Regions from separate parts of the Danio rerio genome. Here region 1 is linked to region 2. The links are chromatin contacts, called in public Hi-C maps. All regions are on one chromosome and are shown on one strand. Each heading gives the region's core, a stretch centred on a gene start, on an enhancer-like site or on the middle of the called end of the contact. The rest is flanking DNA. Distances are from core to core; before and after follow the strand shown. Region 1 overlaps prkd3 (protein kinase D3). Region 2 overlaps prkd3 (protein kinase D3).

Region 1 (3,725 bases), core at 621-3,120, 62 kb before region 2:
AAATAATTAATGTTCTTTACTGCTGGAGACATCATAAGTGCTCAGAGAAGTCCGTGCTCACCTCTATGAGCATTACAGTTCTTAAAGAAAATAAATATTAATCTAGTGGGAATACATTTTGATATAAAAATAAACCAGGGATATGCATAAAATCTTTCCATGTAAAATGAGTTGGCCAAGTTGTAATAAGTGTCCTAAGTTTACAAAAATCTAGAAAGCAATAAATTGTTATTTGAACAGTGTTTTCTTGAATGTATATTCCACAAAATTGAGCGGCTGCTATGACTAATTTAGAGATGTAAGCTTTTTAGTCATAAACTGCTCTCACATCAGCATTTTTAAACTTGTTTGTCATCTGTGGCCTTGTTTTACCTTGTTGCATAATTCTATAAAATATTTGCTGTTAATAAAAGGAATGCATTTTATTATTTTTTGATGCATTTTCCCCCCTTCATTTACCGAAATCATGATATACAGTGTCATGGTTGGTTTTCTTATGATCTATCAATATATAATGGGATTGCTGATATCGCAATATATCAATAACAATGGAAAAAAATCATGAGATTCATATCGTAAGTTAACTTGTGATTCCCACCTTTAGTAAATTAGGTTCATCAACTAAGTCCTGTTGTTAAAAAAAGCCACCCGTATAGTTTCTGCAATATCATAACTATTGGTGTAAATGTATGCAATTGGAACGCTACGGTTACTAAAGTAACCCTCGTTCCCTGAGGGGGGAACTCCAATGCTATGTGGAAAAACCTTCCACAATATGGGGTTTTCGTCAGAAACCAATCATCTGAAAAGAGTATAAAATCAGCATGCACAGCTGGCGTCAATAACAATCAGTCAAGTATATAAGACGCGGCTAGTGCAATGCTCGACGTCCTTTTGAGCTGAGGAGACGTTCCCGCTCAACAGCAAAGGGACAATCGTTGTGGCGAAGGTACATAGCATTTCCGTCCTCCCCTTTGGGGGGGGGTTACTTTAGTAACCGTAGCGTTCCCCTTCGGATGGGGAACTCCAATGCTATGTGGAAAAACCTTGCACAATATGGGGAAATCTATGGAAAATGCCACAACGAAAGCACCTTATTACGTCCCTGGCGAAGGGTGCGCCACGCAGTAGAGCGAGCGCACCTACAACGCCACGAGATGCAGTCTTCTAACGTGTCCCCTGGCCCTTACTCACCTTACTTACCTGGTCAGGTTTAGCTATATTTTTCGGGGAGTCGAAAATAACCCAGTAAAAGGTTTAATAATTTTTTTTTTTGTACCATATATTTTGGGAAACGGTAAAATTTTCTGTGTGTGTGCAGTACAAACAAGATCATATTTTTGGTTTTGGAACAACACAAGTGTCATTTTATTGAAATTATTATTATTTATTTATTAATTTTTTATTTAATATTTGGGTTAACTTTATTTAATCAAGTTGAATGTAAGTAATAAAAGTGTATACTGAATATACAAACCAGATTTTCACATCAGCTACCTAAGGAGAGTATGGTAGAGCTGAACTATGTAGTAAAATATATTTATTTTTTGTTTTATAGCTTGCCCTTGTATGGCCATAATGATTGTATTTCGACCTTGATTTGAGTAAAAAAATAAAAATAAATTAGACGATTTAATGACTATTCGGTGTTTGAAATTCAGCACTGTATTTTTGAGTACGAGTGGCTCTGTGTTCATAAATTGGTTTTATAAACACACTCTCATGGCATCTGTTCGGCAGTTCTTCCCCTTTATGTCAGTAACCATATTCTGTTTCTTTAGTTTTATGTGTTAGTTGTCTCAGCATGGGCAGCCGGAGCACTATTTCTGTGGTCTGGCTTCCAGCTGCTGAGCAGAGCGAATGGGAAGCGTGGGCTGGAAAGTGTGCGGCTCGTGCCAGCCAGAGGAAGTTGAAGGTCCAGGTCCAGACTTGGGCACAGAACAGAGAGGAAAACTTTCAGTGATTCTTCTTACAGGAAGGATGCATGGCAGGAACAGCCTGTAAAACTGGGGATGACATAAGTAAAAAAAATGGGAGCAGGTTAACTCTTCATTTTAAATAGTTTAAATTTTTGCTTTACTGGCAGCTCGCTCTCTGCAACTCTCACATGGTCGCCCACTGAAGCTAAGCAGGGCTATGCCCGGTCAGTACCTGGAAAGGAGACCACATGGTTGCTGCCAAAAGTGGTGTTAGTGAGACCAGTAGGGGGCGCTCAACCTGCGCTCTATGTGGGTCCTCCTAACTCCCCAGTATACTGATGGGGACTTTTATATTCAATTCAATTCAATTCAGCTTTATTTGTATAGCGCTTTTACAATGTAGATTGTGTCAAAGCAGCTTCACATAAATGGTCATAGTAACTGGAACAGTGTGGTTCAGTAACTGGAACAGTGTAGTTCAGTTTTTAATGTTTAAGTTCAGTTCAGTTTAGCTCAGTTCAGTGTGATTTAATCATTACTGAGAGTTCAAACACTGAAGAGCCAATTCATCGATGCGTAGCTCTACCAATCCTGAACCATGCGAGGCAGTGGCGACAGCGGAGAGGGAAAAAAAACTTCACCTGATGGGAGTGAAAAAAAAAAACCTTGAGAGAACCAGACTCAGTTGGGCACGACCATTTTAATTTCTCCGCTGGCCAAAAGTGCCATCTATCAGATGATACTGTATGTTATGGAGAATGGAGGTCTTGATCTTTGTGGTCATTTAAAAATCCCAGTAAGTTATTCGATAAAAAAGTAGGGGGGGGTAGTTAACCTCAGCATTCTGGCCAAAATTTACCCACTGCCCTTTGTCCATCATGGCTTCCTAACCATCCCCATATCATAATTGGCTTTATCACTCTCTCTTCTCACCACCAATCAGCTGGTGTGTGGTGTGCGGTTTAACATAATAGGGGAATTAAGAACCTACGTCACACATGACGTCACATGAATTCAACCACGCATAATGGTTGCAAAAAAAAAGGCCGGTTGCAAAAGCAAACATGTTGAAAGTCCTAAAATGGAAAACTTAAATTTTGCCATACACCACAAGATGTCTTTGGCTATCAGCTATCATAAGACCTGAATAGAGTGAGGACCTAATTAAAAATGCTTGAATCTGTAGTTCTCATTTTATATCAAGTTCACGCTATCCCAAATCATGCACATTACTCGTTTTTGTTTGCAGCAATGATTTCAGCAAAAAGAGTTACATATAGTTAATTAAACTTAGGACACTGAATGCTTAGAATGAAATGTAAAAATGTAAGTAAGGTGCAGTTTACTGTCAGAATGCAGTTGTTTTGCTTGTTGATGATTACCCAGGCCTTGTAAAGTTTTGACTTCTTTCCATTTCGTCTTATTCAATATCCATTGAAAGGGGGTTTTATCGCAAATGGACCTGTCAGACGAACGCCGCTCATTAAAACGTTAATTTTGCAAAATAACTGTGCTTATTACTGGGTGACAAGCTGTTACAATATGCTAAAAGCATTATGTAAATAATATATATAATATAAAATCTATATAACTTACCTCTAATAAAACAACAAACTCTGCACCGCATCAAATGTCATTCCCTCGCTGTAAATGCAAGCACTCCCATTTTTTTTTTTTTTTTGCAACCTCGCTGCACGCGCATCCTGAATGTTTACAAACTAGGTAATTCGTCCATATGGCTGCTGTCGCATAATCGCTTTAGCCAGCGATCTTTCTTAAAATCACAATATCAACAAAATAGAAGTA
Region 2 (3,747 bases), core at 137-2,636:
AAAGTAGTTGACAAAAGTAATACATGAGTTAACCCCTAATCTAAAATATCTTAGCTTGTGTTCAGAATATGAGCAAAGCTGTTATAGGATTAGAATGACAAAACAAACTCTGTATCAGATCATGTAGCATAATTAGTAATATCTGTTATCAGTTTTCTTTTATTACAATATAAACATGCATGTTCCATATACAATTTAGTATCTTTGAGTAATAACTTTTTCAATTTAATTTAGTTTTATTTTTATAGCATGTTTCTCATGTAGATTGTGTCAAAGAAGCTTAACAAAATTAGAAGTTCAAGTAAATTGAACTTCTACCCCCCAACCCAACCCCCGATCCCACCCCCCAAAACAAATATTCAGAATTCTCATAGACCATCTCTTCACTGGTCACATAAAATACCATCAGGCTGTGGGAATACTTTTGTGTGCACATAAAACAAAATTTATGTGAATTTTTTATTTGTGCTTCAAATAATACAATAAATTAGAAAAGGTCTATAGAATATACATATAGAATGAATATAAAATAAAATAGAAATAATTGGCAGAAAAGATACTATTTAATATATGGTAACTCTTTAATATATCACTTTATTTTATAAGGAAATAACCTTATAAGAAATGTTGTCTCTCTCCCTCTAAACCAGTTGTTAATCAATACATTAGGAGAAAACAGCTAGCACAAATGCAAAGAAACATTGTTGATAGCTATGTTTTCTAAAAAAGCAATCATATCTTTAAAACGGGTTACATACTTGGCAACTGTAATGACGAACCAAAAACACAAAGTGCAAATAGAACAGTTTACATAAGTTGATGTAAAGTGTATACAATTATGTGTATATCCTGCTCCCCTTACTAAAGGGTTTTTACTTATGCCACAAAATAAGGGAAAGTTATGGAACTCTGTCGTGTAACTTCAGCAACAACTGGTTGTGTATTTTCAGGTTTTGATAATGGAAAAACTTGCTTTTAGTTGTTGAAAGAAAATGATTACACTGCCATCCACCTGTGGCACTAGGGAAGAAATCTAGGACACTGTAACTTTTTGCCAATGTTTTTTTTCTGCATGCTGTTTGCCATGCACCAATTTTTTCCTGATCTTATACTTTCATGTTTGCAGTGCATTTCTTGACAGATGCTTTTTCACAGAGCCACTGACAAAAAAGTGCTAATGTTTTCTCTGTATTGAAGTAAACCTCAGACTTTGTTGAGAACGATAATAAAGAACCAAAACAGTGACAAGTGTGAGATTCAAGTCGGCCAGAAGAGTACCAACATTAAACCGCAAGCTGTAAAACAGGAACTGTAGAACCACACCGTGCTGTTCCACAGGCCTGCATGTTCACTTTCTGAAGTGATATTGAATTTTCAGCCTGGTGAATCATTCTCATGGACTTGTTCCAGTCTGAGTCACATCAGTTAATCACTGACCTTGAGTCAAACTGAAGGACAGCCTTGTGGAGTTTTGTCTATGTCTATTTGCCTTGAGGAGCTCAAACTGCTCTGCAGATGCTGACTAAAAAAAAAAAGCTAAACAAGTAGTTTCATTGTTCTTTGGAATGTTATGAAACAGTATGACTCCTTAATTATGTGCTGCTAATGCTGACTAATGTATTCTCTGTGTTCTGTTCTTTTGTTTTGTTCTCATTTACATTATTTTGTTTAGTGTTTTGTTGCTTCATCCATTCTTCTACTGAGTTGTCCTTTAAGTTGCGTTTTGATTGCAGCTCAAGCTACAGTCGAAGATTTCCAGATACGACCTCATGCGCTGTACGTCCACTCCTACAAAGCGCCCACCTTCTGTGACTACTGTGGAGAGATGCTGTGGGGGCTCGTCAGGCAAGGCCTCAAGTGTGAAGGTACAGTCACATGAGAAACAGACATTCTGAAGAGATATTGGATTATTTGTAAGGCTAGGATGATAAATCAATGTATTGTGACTCTTAGATCAACTGTTAAGCCGCCTTTCCACTGCAAACAACAAACAACAAGTGACAGACTGGAAGTCATTCATTTTCAATGAAGAGTAGTCCGGGAGTTCCGATCATCTCCATATGCAGAAAATTCTGATTCGATGTGAGCTGTGGATCTGTAAAAATATTTGAAATCCTGTGACTAGACCAGATGTGACCGGCCAACCGGATGTGATGCATTGCGGTGTTGTCCAAAGTAGATTCGAATGCGCGAGATGAGAAATAGTCAATTTTTTTTAATCAGAAAAAAAGTTTATATTAAAAAACATTTCTATTTATAAATGAGTAATAAAACAATATATATATATATATTTTTGTTTTTGTTGTCTCCACATTCCCTCCAAAATTTTTTGCGATCTATGAGTTTCTAGTATTCATTCATTTATTCAAATCAACTATAGTAAATGAACAGAGAATAAAGACTCTTGCTTTTGCTTTATTTCAAACACAGACAGAATCCAGCTTCTCTCCCTTGGTGGATGACAAAACTGGAAATTCTGTGCGACTGCCACAAGAGGTCATATTTCGACAGTCATGTCCAAATGTCGTGTGCAGTGGTAAAGCAGCTTAGATTATTGGAAGGCAACGCAAGAATTGATTCTGAGTTTAGATTTTTAACAACAGATGGCGCTCTTGGCTAGTTTCTAATCATATACTATTAGGACCCTATCATACACCTTGTGCATTAAGGCGCAAGGCAAACAGGGCATGATTTGTTGCTATGTTCAAACCAGCACAACTGTCATTTTCACATTTTGCCTTATGTTGATAAATAGCAAATTCATTTGGCTACTTTGTTAACTCTTGGGCGTGCTGGTCTGAAAAGGAGGTGTGCACATTGTTGGCACAATGCTATTTTGAGGCAACTTAAATAAACAAACTAAAAGTTGGTCTTAAGTCCAGTGCAGAGTTTTTGTAATTTAAATAGCATGTTAGTTATGCGTCTATGTAGGTCCAAAATGCTTACACATTGCTTAGTAGACAGGATGTACAGCAATGCACAAAAAATCTTTATATATGAAAAGATTAAAATGTTGAAAAAATTTATTATTTTCTACATAAATATAAAAATGACTACCTCCATGCCTTCTTCACCTTGTTTCTTTTTTCTTTTTTTTCTCCAGTTTATTGATGACAGTTTATATAATGTTATTAATATTAGAAGTATTATTTATCATATGCATGTTTATATTTGCTGTATTAAAACATTTTTAGATTTTCCACTGGTTTTGGAGACGTATATGCATCACCATATGGGGCATAAGAATAGGACGAGTGTTTGGATATGTAACTCCTTTTTTACCACACTTAGTTATTATTGTTTATTTAAGTTGCACTTAACAAACAAAAATATGAAATTAAATATGTATGGCAAGTGGTCAAACGTACTTGCACTATAAATTTTATTTCATTGTATTAATTTAAACACAGCTCACTATGGACACTTGTAATTACTGGCAACACTTTACTTAAAGGTTTTTTAATAAGACTGTAATGAAATCTTTATAATCATGACATGATATCATGAATATGAATGAGATTATATGCATTTTTATGGCAACTGTCATAAACTCAGTTATGTAATTTTAAATGCAAGCATGCACTTGTTTTCGATGTCTTTGTGTGCATAAAATTGTCATCATATAGGTCTTTTTACATTTTCGGGTTTCTCAGTAGTGTAAGTCGCCATAGTTGGGAAACAGTGAAGTGCAGTAAATAGGAGTAAACAAAAAAATATATACAGTTAAGTCAATAAGTATTTGATCAC

The links. A called contact is a pair of places that touch in the nucleus more often than the background predicts.
Region 1: a contact with region 2 is called in a Hi-C map of embryo, with 1.8 times the contacts expected there. The contact joins two enhancer-like sites. A contact is called at or near these places in 2 of 18 Hi-C or Micro-C datasets (caudal fin and embryo).

What each region holds. Positions count from the first base shown.
Region 1 is chr17:46,098,511-46,102,235 of GRCz12tu, reverse strand. The region is part of intron 2 of prkd3 (protein kinase D3); the gene reads left to right. Among named protein-coding and RNA genes, the nearest start is that of prkd3, 71 kb to the left of the region's middle. Within about 2 kb of position 1,870, at least 3 of the 62 cell types and tissues checked have an H3K27ac peak or open chromatin away from gene starts, as enhancers often do.
Region 2 is chr17:46,036,325-46,040,071 of GRCz12tu, reverse strand. prkd3 (protein kinase D3) reads left to right here. Exons shown (of 19, transcript XM_680391.9): 4 at 1,734-1,865. Among named protein-coding and RNA genes, the nearest start is that of foxa2, 98 kb to the right of the region's middle. Within about 2 kb of position 1,386, at least 9 of the 62 cell types and tissues checked have an H3K27ac peak or open chromatin away from gene starts, as enhancers often do.